Linked DNA regions of Mus musculus: region 1 is linked to region 2. A link is a contact called in public HiChIP or PLAC-seq data. All regions are on one chromosome and are shown on one strand. The core of a region is the stretch at or near the end of the contact, and the rest is flanking DNA. Distances in the headings are between cores, read along the strand shown.

What was found. HiChIP or PLAC-seq counts read pairs in DNA pulled down with a chosen protein or histone mark.
Region 1: an H3K27ac HiChIP or PLAC-seq map of extraembryonic endoderm stem cells shows a contact between it and region 2, with 2.9 times the contacts expected there. The contact joins two enhancer-like sites. A contact is called at or near these places in 1 of 484 Hi-C or Micro-C datasets (the HL-1 cell line) and 2 of 115 datasets of contacts at active chromatin or transcription factors (embryonic stem cells and extraembryonic endoderm stem cells).

What each region holds. Positions count from the first base shown.
Region 1 is chr8:62,414,871-62,420,509 of GRCm38.p6, reverse strand. No RefSeq gene overlaps it. Among named protein-coding and RNA genes, the nearest start is that of Anxa10, 290 kb to the right of the region's middle. Within about 2 kb of position 2,724, at least 19 of the 459 cell types and tissues checked have an H3K27ac peak or open chromatin away from gene starts, as enhancers often do. A contact at or near this core is called in extraembryonic endoderm stem cells, where this site is marked.
Region 2 is chr8:62,281,684-62,286,907 of GRCm38.p6, reverse strand. No RefSeq gene overlaps it. Among named protein-coding and RNA genes, the nearest start is that of Anxa10, 160 kb to the right of the region's middle. Within about 2 kb of position 2,022, at least 47 of the 459 cell types and tissues checked have an H3K27ac peak or open chromatin away from gene starts, as enhancers often do. A contact at or near this core is called in extraembryonic endoderm stem cells, where this site is marked.

The DNA of each region.
Region 1 (5,639 bases), core at 1,475-3,974, 130 kb before region 2:
AGTATATATCCAATACATACAAAGAACTCAAGAAGTTAGACTCCAGAGAACTAAATAACACTATTAAAAAATAGGGGACAGAGTTAATCAAAGAATTCTCAACTGAGGAATACTGAATGGCTGAGGAGCACTTAAAGAAATGTACAATATCCTTAGTCATCACGGAAATGTGAATCAAAACAACCCTGAGGTTCCACCTCACACCTGTCGGAATGGCTAAGATCAAAAACTCAGGTAACAGCAGATGCTGCCAAGCATGTGGAAAAAAAGGTACACTTCTCCATTGCTGGTGGGATTGCAAGCTGGTACAACCACTCAAGAAATCAGTTTCATGGTTTCTCAGAAAATTGGACATATACTACCTGAGGACCCAGCTATACCACTTCTGGGCATATTCTCTGAAGCTGCTCCAACATGTAAAAAGATACATGCTCCACTATGTTCATAGCAGCCTTATTTATAATAGGCAGAAACTGGAAACAATTCAGATGTCCTTCAACAGAGGAATGGATATAGAAAATTGGTATATTTACACAATCAACTACTATTCAGCTATTTAAAATGATGAATTCATGAAGTTCTTTGCCAAATGGATGGAACTAGAAAATATTATCTGGAGTGAAATAACCCAATCACAAAAGGACACACATGGCATGCACTCACTGATAAGTAGATATTAGCCCAGAAGTTTGGGATACCAAAAATACAATTTACAGACCACATGAAGCCCAAGAAGAAAGACCACAGTGTTTATACTTTGATCCTTCTTAGAAGGGGGATCAAAATACCCATGGAAGGAGATACAGAGACAAAGTTTGGAGCAGAAATCGAAGGAAAGGCCATCCAGTGACTGTCCCACCTGGGGATCCATCCCATATACAATTTCCCAACCCAGTCCCCAAATGTGATGCAAACAAGAGCTTGCTGACAGGAGCCTGATGTAGCTGTCTCCTGAGAGGCTCTGCCAGTGCCTGACAAATACAGAAGTGGATGCTCACAGCCATCCATTGGACTGATTACAGGGTCCCAAATGAAGGAGCTAGAGAAAGTTCCTAAGGAGCCGAAGGGGTTTGCAGCCCCATAGGAGGACAACAATATGAACTAACCAGTACCCCTAGAGATCCCAGGAACTAAACCACTAACCAAAGAGTACACAAGAAGGGAGTCATGGCTCCAGCTGTATATGTAGCAGAGGATGGCCTTGTGGGACATCAATGAGAAGAGAGGCCTTTGGTCTTGTGAAGGCTCAACACCCCAGTGTAGGGGAATCCCAGGACATTGGAGTGGGATTAGATGGGTTAGTAATCAGGGGGAGGGAGAATGGCATGGGGGTGGTTCGGAGGGGAAATGGAGAAAGAGGATAAAATTTGAAATGAAGATTAAAAAAAAATCTAATAAAAAAGTAGAAAAATGTATGTTTCTGTGATTATCCCTACACATCCTTCCAAAGGAAACATCTGCTTATTTCATATTCTATATGAATTCAGAGGGTGTATAAATATCAATTGCAGTAAGACTGATATGGTATGAGACCTTAACAGCAGCCAGCCATTCTTTTGTCCCAATTACAACCACATGAAAAATTTATACCTAAAAACCTGAAAGCCTTTCATTTCCCCTAGTGGATGAAAATAACAAAATATAATGCTTTGAATAGGATTTTATTAGATTGAAATCCCAGAATTGTTGTTCTAATATTTGAGTCCTAAGAGACTCAGCCCTCTCCTGTGCAGTGGGCTCTACAGGGGCTGTATTTAAGATGACAATCTCTAGAGGCTTGGAAGTGTTCTTTGAGCTTGCTTTCTCATTAGGCGTGACAAACTGACAGATTTGGACACTAAGGCTGATAAAAGAAATGCTCCCCTTGGGAGGCATATACACGAATATTTTCCTTCAACCCTGTTTCCTTCAACTGAATATCTCCATGAGAATGCTGTAGCAAAGCTGACCTGGGACCTATGGAAGAACCCTTCATAAGAGACAAAGGAATGCCAGCAGAAAGAAGGTAGGGCATTTGCTTGATGTCTAGGAGCTAAAAGGCAAACTCAACAAACCAGCTAGAAGTGATGGGAAAATATGTACTAATGTACCAGGGTGAAAGAATTCTTGTACCATGAGAAATTCATTCTTCAAGAAGACCAAAGGGGAAAGGGTCACTATTAAAGTCTGACAAATGCAGAATGGAGAAATATAAAATATCAATCAGAAGACTTTTCTCATTCCCATTAGCTAGAGTCTAAAAAATGTGAAACACAGTCTGATACATAGTATAGTCTGGAAAATTCCTGCTGTAATCTGTAGACATTCCAATCCCATCTTTTTACTAAACATGTATATGAATTCTCTTGGAAACCCAGAGAATGTGGGGCAATGGGCTACGTGCAGACAGCCTGGTTTCCAGTCGAGGCTAGATCTTGAACCCTGGGACCCGGTAGTGATAATTCAGTTACAAGGGATGGAAGGAGTTCTCTCATGTCTCCTGGACCCCAGTGGCTCCTGTTGGAGTTTCCGCCCCCCCACAACCCCAACAGGAGAGGCGTGGCTATCAGCCACTTAGGAACAACACCAAGCCTCTCACATGCAAATAAGGTTTCCCCCAAACTCTCAGCCCAAGCCAATGAGAGGGGCTTGCTGTCAAACTAAATCACTGCCAGAACTGTATATAGGAGAACCATGCAGGGAATGAAAGGAATGCCAGAACTATTCCTTTGTCTGACCTTTTTTTTGTTCCAAGAACTGTAACACTTGGGAAGGCCGCGCCCTAGTTCTGCACATTCCTCACTGGATTGTAGGCTTTTCGATAACCCAGGCTCGAAGTTACCTAGCGACCCAGAAGGCTTGGCAGAGGCTTCCTCTGTCTCCCTGCATGCACTCACTTCCCTCCCTGGGGCCCTCTCCCCGGGCCTGGATAGAGGTCTCCATGGAAAACTTCTGGTACCTAGGCCCACAAGAGAAAATACAAGAAATGTTTTCTTAACCTTCAAATTCTCATCAGCTTTCTTTATATTGAAACTCTTCTGTCTCTGCCATGAAAATAACAAAGCCGATGTCTCCATAAGCAGAGTCTATTCAGTTGTACAAAATCTATTAAGACATAGTGAGTTCAGGCAATGCCTTAGGCATTCACTGAGATATAGATATATCACTTATCCTCTATCGTTAGAGCATCATCTAATGTTATTCTATGCTGACACATGGATATCCCTTTCACAATGTTTCTTGTGATTCCAATGCATTCTGGGGAGACCAGTCAATGGCTATGGGTTGAAGACTCTTGACTTATTTGGACACTGCCACAATCTTGTGAAGAAATACCTGAAATCCTTCCTGGCTTTTTCTTTACAAGATGAGTGGGGCTGTCAGATCATTGTGTTTGTTCCTTTCGGTTGTTTGTCTATTTTAATATTGTAATTTAATTGCAACATTTTTACCTTCTCTTTCTTCACATCCTTTAAAGATACTGCTTTTTTTTTTAACTAGGACTCATAATCTCACAGAAAACCCCCAACCCTTCAGTTCTTACTATCTTTCTACAATCCTCTTATACAATATTCTCTGACTCTTATGGTGGGGAAGTGCTTTACAGATGGATGCATTAGGAATAGACAACTCTGCATTTTTATTGGTTGTGGTTTTCTCTGGTGTTCTCCATCTGTTACAAAGAGAAGTTTCCCTGATGAGGGCTGAGGACTACACTTATCTATGTGTATGAAGAAAAACACTTATAGAGAGTTGTTAAGTATTATTTGTTTGAGCAGTGATAACTTCTCTTCCAAAGACTATGATTTCTTTAGCATTAAGTAGTTACCTAGATTTGCAGTACCAGAAGTGGTATGTCTCTTGTTGGATGGATTTTTAACACCAACTAGAAAGCTCTTTCTTACCACCAAGGTTATGGGTGTCACTACTATACCTGTAAAGTTATGCTGTCATACTGGTTGTTGATGGGGTTCACAGACATCATAGATTATTGGTGGTTGGTTGCCTTCCCCCCCTTTAGAAGTTTGTATAGAGCCTTCTGATACCATGAAAACTACTCCTCAGGGAGGGGATGGTTTTTTTATTTCAGTTACTTTGATCGATTACTAGAATACAAGGTCTGGTGATATTTTGATTTTTTTACATATTTATAGCTATTAATATAGTTTAAATTGAATGAGACAGTATTGATATTCTAAAAAGAAAGTTACTGATAAAGATTTTATAATCACCTAACTATTCCACTGTATTAACATATCACTCACTATCCTCATCACAAGAACATTGTGGTAAACAAAAATACAGATTGCTTCTACTGAGGCTTGAATTTACTTCTCATTTATTGCATTGGTCAGACAATAATCAGGAAGTCTAGTCAGGAAATGTAACCATTGCTACAGAGGAATTTTAATCCAGCAATGGGGATGCTCAGGCAGGGAATCAATCCAAAGATATGATCTAGCCAGCATGCACACATGCCCTGCATTGTTGTTTGATCTAACTGGAAGGTAGGCATGCTCTCAATACCTTCAATACCTAACAATGAAGGTAAGGGTAGTTTGTAGAAGAAAGCAGCCATGTTTGAAAGTGAAAACTAATTAAGGAGCAGATAAAGTGATGAATCGGAGAAAGATTTAACAGACTGAGTCAAAAATACAATATGCCCAACTCTCATGAGAACAACACAGGAAAGAGAGGCTATTTAAGAGAACAGCACAGAAAAGAGAAGTGACTTAAGAGAGCAGCAATAGCAGCAATAGGGAGAGGGATAGGGGGAGGGGGGAAGAGGGGGAGGGAGAGGGGAAGAGGGGGAGTGAGAGGGGGAGAGGGAGAGAGGGAGGGAGAGGGGGAGAGGGAGAGAGGGAGGGGGAGAGGGAGAGGGGGGGGGAGGGGAAGGGGGAGAGGGAAACAGCTTTATCAGGTCAATCAGAGCAATTTAGTGAGCAGCCAAGAGAAGCCAATTTGAATCAGACAGCTTGGAGAGGAGTTTTGAGCCAGAACAGCTAAGTTAAACCTACCAGTCAGAGTTCAGAAAGAACTAAAACAAATGAGCTTATTCAGCGATAAGTTTCAGAGGCTGAAACAGTCTATGCATAGATTAGATTATAAAAACGTGAGAAGCTTCCAGGCCTAGACTTAGAGACAGTTAGAACAGAGAAATAAATGCTCTGGGCTCAACCCAAGCTGTGTGAGTACAGCTCTCATCTCATCCCATCATTTGAGAATGAAATGTTAATTTTCCAGGTTGTTGATATGCTGTGAAAGAAATTTCAAACAATGTGACATGAGACAATAACAAGGGTGTTAGCTATGTTTTCAAGATGATATCTGAGCATGACACATGACAAGTGGGGACACTTGAACATCAAAGGGCCACCTACTACAAAGACTTAAGGTGTGTGTGTGTATGTGTGTGTGTGTGTGTGTGTGTGTGTGTGTGTATTTGAAATAATAATGATAGAAAAACAAATCACTGGCTTTGATGAGAAGGTTAAAGAAGTCTTCTCTACAGAAGATTTGACATAATGGCCTAATCAAGGCATAAACTAACTATTCCTACATCCAATATAGGCAGAAACAGGCTAAAATAGCACTTGTAATTTAACAAGTTTTAACAATTTACAATCAGAACAGTAACTCAGTCTGGTAAGTCCTGGCCC
Region 2 (5,224 bases), core at 773-3,272:
AGCTACCAGAGACTCCAAGAGCAGAAAGCACTTGAAAGGAGCCACAGAACACATGTCATCAACATGCTTGCAATTGTTGTGTGTGTATGTGCCAAATAACTATTTGGAAGGGAACCCCAGAGGAATAGATCCACTATGAGCTCAAGTGAATATTTACTGAATAGGTTTGAAAAAAATAAAAAGTTCATAGACTATTATTTTAACAGATTTCAATCAGTAAAATTAAGACCTATCAGTGAAGTTAAACACTGCTGCTATAACCATATCCTTGTCTACTGTACTATCATTCTTAAACAGAGGTCCAAATGGATAGAAAAAGATAGTGAATTATTCACAATAGTCTTTATACTGTGGAAGACCATACAATCCTAGTACACAAATAGGTATGAATTCCTTAAAATATGAAAAGTTCATTTCATGAATTTGCACTTTTGTAATAAAACAGGTGCATTGATAACCTAAAAATTAATTTTTCAGTTATTTGCTGTCATGTGAAATAATAATAGTAATCTTAAAAATAACCAGACTCCCCACAGTGAAGCAATGAACTGCTGTAGGGGGTGAATGTCAGAATACAAGTTGATTTTCTTTGCTCAGAAACAGGATGTGGTCTCAAAAACTTTGTTGCCCAAGATTGCTTACACTGTAAAAAATCCAGCATGAAACTAGAGTTAACTCCCTGTGCAGCAATTATTCTTACTGTCAGCAGAAGCAGAATTTACCTCCAAAGGAAAATCTAAGGAATCAAGGCACCATCATGTAGAAGTGGAGCTACTCTCCTGTGTTTACTCTTCGGCTACTAATATAAAAGTCTCTCATAAGAAGGACCAGGGATCATAGTTGGATGTGGGTGGAGAAACATCCAAATAGCCAACATGGTTCAGATACAAAATTCACTGTTCTTTATAAAGGTCTGCCTGGGGAGTGGGAGCTGTGAGGAGTCACCTGACTCAGTTTAACACGGGTGCTCTCCTGGGATGGCCACTTCCTGTACATACACATTCTGGGAGTGACACTATACCTGATGCCTATATTTTGTTTCTATTCATTTTTTCATATATAAACCTAAATCTATGACTTGGCCATTTATAACCTACTAGCCAGCCTTTGTATTAAACCACTACCTTCCTGTTGGAACTAATTGTTTGCTGTGCACATATCTTCAGGTTACACACTCTTCTCTATAACTTGGTCGTTGTCTCATGAGGAACCAGGATAATGTAATGAGGAAAAGCAACTGGTCAACCAACAGGACAATAAATAGCAATTACTGCCAAGGAGGCACTGGCAGGTTTCTATGGTGTTGTTCTTTAGACCTCAGGAAGGCAACTGGATAATAGGATCTCTCATTTGGGGCTTTGTCACAGGAAGTTCTCTCTTGCAGAAAGCAAGTAACTGCAGCTTTGATTGCGTGTGTGTGAGTCTGTGTGTGTGTGTGTGTGTGTGTGTGTGTGTGTGTGTGGTGTGTGTGCACACTCATGCACACAGGTACAAGTAGCGTGCATCACTATTTCCATATCTTTTAAAAAGGAAGAAATACATAGAAATTGTATAAATAAATAATACCCTTTCACTGTTACCCTAAAAAAATAATTCTTTTGTTAATAAGATGTATATATCTTCTTTGTTCTCCTAAAAGCAGAGAATTCATTGGCAAATTTATTATTATTATTATTATTATTATTATTAATCTTCATGCACTTTCTGACTAGCTACAGCAGTTGCTCTCAGGTTTTTGGATTCTAGCTATTTTCAAATTAAAATATGTTATTATTCAAGGCACAGCAGTGGTGCTTATCTGGAGATTGTCCCATAAACCTTGTGGGAGGTTTGGCATTTGAGAGAGAAGGCTTCAGTCAGCAGGGGTGGGGAGCAGACTTTACAGACAGCCCTAAAAGGAGAAACCTCAGCTAGTGAAAACTAGCCCGGGAACTGAGGGTGGGGCTAAGAATGAAGCCAGTGTGTGTACCCACATTGCACCGCGGGAGACTCCAAGGGGCTGTCAAAGGCAGATAAGCAGGCATGCATGGAATTCAATTTGTGCTGGTCCAGGAGTCAGCAGTGTAGTGAATGACACCCACAAGAGCCTCCTTGAATAGTTTGGAAATTAAACCTCATTTTCAGACCTCCTGATAAATAGCAGACTGGACAGCCCTAGTATGGAAAAGACTGGGATCCCACAAGAGTGGGAACTCTGGGGATTGTTCCCTTCAGAGGAAGAAAGTACATTAGTTACATGAAGTCAAGACACTGGATTCAAAAGCGCCTGAAAGCTTGTCTGAGGAAAGGTAATGCTCTCATTGTTTTAGCTGCTGCGTGGGCAGCCATGAGACAAGGTTTCCAGAGGGAGACGCCCTGTTCCTGTACACACCCAGAGAGTTTACAGACGGATATACACAAGTGCGGCAAGGACTTGCGTTTCCTACCAGGAAATACTGCAGAGGACTCCACCTGCTTTGCCACGAGCAGAAGCTACACACCAAAAGAAGTCACGCTGGTCCGCAAAGAACCCAGCTTGGATGTGTTTCCTAGATGATGCTACATACAGTAAAGAAGAGACTAACACAGGACAGATTCCAAGATCAATAGTCACAGCACAGTTGCAGTAAGTGTCCATTGTGTCTGTGACAACACTACTTCACACAGTAACACTGAGCCATGTCACTAGGTCTTCCCGGATGAACCAGTGAGGCTCTGGTCGGACCAGGCTGTCTTCCTCCTGATTGTTTGCGCCATCAGCTTGCTCTTTCCTCTGCCTGAGGTGTCCCTTCTCCTTCCAGTCGTCCCCTCCTGACCCTTTCTAATCCTCTATTTCAGAAGTTTTCCAAAATCCCTTGCTGGTTGTTATCTAATCAGAAGTTCATGCTTCTAAAAGCACACACACCATGCATTTATTGAGTTGGAAGTTATATATATGAAGCTAATCTCAGTCACTTTTGTATTCTCAGGACCTAGGTTTGTGTCTGTACACAGCAGGAATTCAGGAAAAAAATGGCCAGATGCATTAAAATGATTTTAAAAGACATTAAATGATTTATTTTTCTATCTACAGTAATGGGAGCAATGAGCTTTTAGGAAAAGTCTAGAAACTCCTAAGAATTAAGTACCACAGGGAAGGAAGTGGGACTTCTGATTCCAATAAACTGAAACAAGACAACAGCATCAAAAAAGGTCCACCTCCAAGATTCTTATGTTTCTCACCTGGATGTCTTTGCTTTCTTCTGCTCTGACCCCATGTACCACACATCTTTACTATTGAGCCTTCTTTTCTGAAGGCAAAGAGGCCTTCCTTAAACAGAATGCTGGAAAAAATTATTCATCACCTAAAGTTTAATCTATGAAGGTAAAGCCCTGTGTTCTTTGGCCAAGCCCTGACTACCACTTAACAATCCACTCTTCAACATTTGTACTACAGGTTTCCTGGCTTATTTCTATTGCAACTGAGATACTTCAAATGAAACAAAATAGATGTGACGGAGTCTCTTATATACTGACCTAAACCTTATCTGCAAAGCAAAAGCATGCATGGCTGTACCATTCTTGTCATATTAACAGATGGTCGTCCTGATGAACTCCTCTTTCTTAACCCTTTTTGATTCTCACTTTATATAGTTACCTGCATTCTGCACAGAATCCTATAAACTGATCTGTATATAATGCTTGGAAAAGAAATTGCTGCTCAGCTTTTGAGGACCAGAACACAAAACACTTCAAAGTGGATTTAATTTAAACACCCCATAGACTGTGTGAACAGTGGGATAAGTTTGAGGTACATGAACAGGACATGGTACGATTCCCCTTGGCCAGAAGTAGACAGTGGGATGAATTTGAGGGTACATGAAGAGGACATTTTAACATTCCCCATCTCTATCTATAGATACCTGACTGTCACACTGCTCTTTCCATGATTGATACCTACAGAGAGCGTGCCTATGTTGAGATCTGTTCTTGGTTTACGGCCTACAGTATGTAACAGTATATAAACAGCGCTATTTCAGAGTGACTTCAACAGTCCAATCAAGAGTTCATAAAGATAAGAAAAATAAGCCTTCTCAGATCAACCACCTCCTAGTCTGTGCTCAGAGAAATCAATATATTTTGTACAATGGAAACAGAGATGAGGTGGCCCTAATGATGCCGCTGTGAATCAAAGGCATGCATTATACATAAACACATAACTTAACTACTGAATAATCCTGGGATAACACAGATGTGCCCCAGCTGTATGGCTCTAGGGTTTTATCATCTTACACTCACACTCACGCACATGCACAAAATGTTATTTCTAAGAATTATTTAATTTAACTCAGGTTGCATCTTTCACAACAACAGCATCTTTTTTACTCAGACTATTATTTTTGTTAGAATTTGACAATCAGGTTTTTAAAATAATTATTAATGTCTTAGAAATGAATACCATTCACATGAAGTTTTATACTCCAGTATATTCACTATTCAAGACTGTGTTAAGTGGATTAGGATGTGTTTCCATCTTTTTCTGAATAATTCTTTTTCCTGAAATGAAAGCTTCTTGCCAGAAATCATAAAGGGTGTGGGGGTGGAGCTTTTGGAAGTTCGATATTCAGGCTTATATATTTTCTCTTTTCCATAAGACAAGCTCAGGTGTCAACTGTCAGCATATCATTTCCTTTTCATTGAGCTGTTTGCCTGGTGTTCACAAATCCAATTACATTTCAGTGCCATCAAACAAGATTCTTACATGATTTTATTCTGCAACTCTGAATTTTCTTCCTGCTGCTTTTCACTTTGCTTGCCTAAAATGAAAATTTGCCCTCTTTCTCTCTCTGTCTCTGTCTCTCTGTCTCTCTCTGTCTCTCTGTCTGTCTCTGTCTCTCTTTCTCTCTCTCTCTGTCTCTCTTTCTCTCTCTCTCTCTCTCTCTCTCTCTCTCTCTCTCTCTCTCTCTCTCGTTGGTGGTGGTGATGCTGCAATATATCATGAGGAGTTCGTCCTCAACACTGGCTACACAAACATTCTTCCCAGTAGCAAAGAGAAGCCTTGCTTCACACTTTGAATCTAGTTAAGAAGAGAGGTTCTTGTGTGTCTCTTTTTGTGCAGAAGATAAGCTCCTGTTTTTGACAAGTAGGAAACATGTGTACTTATTTTAGAGCTGACTCTCACTGGGCACCTGAGTCTGGACTGAAGTGCAAATCAGATCTCCTTTGCCTTTAAATCTCACCTTTCCATCACTTTTGCATTTACTCT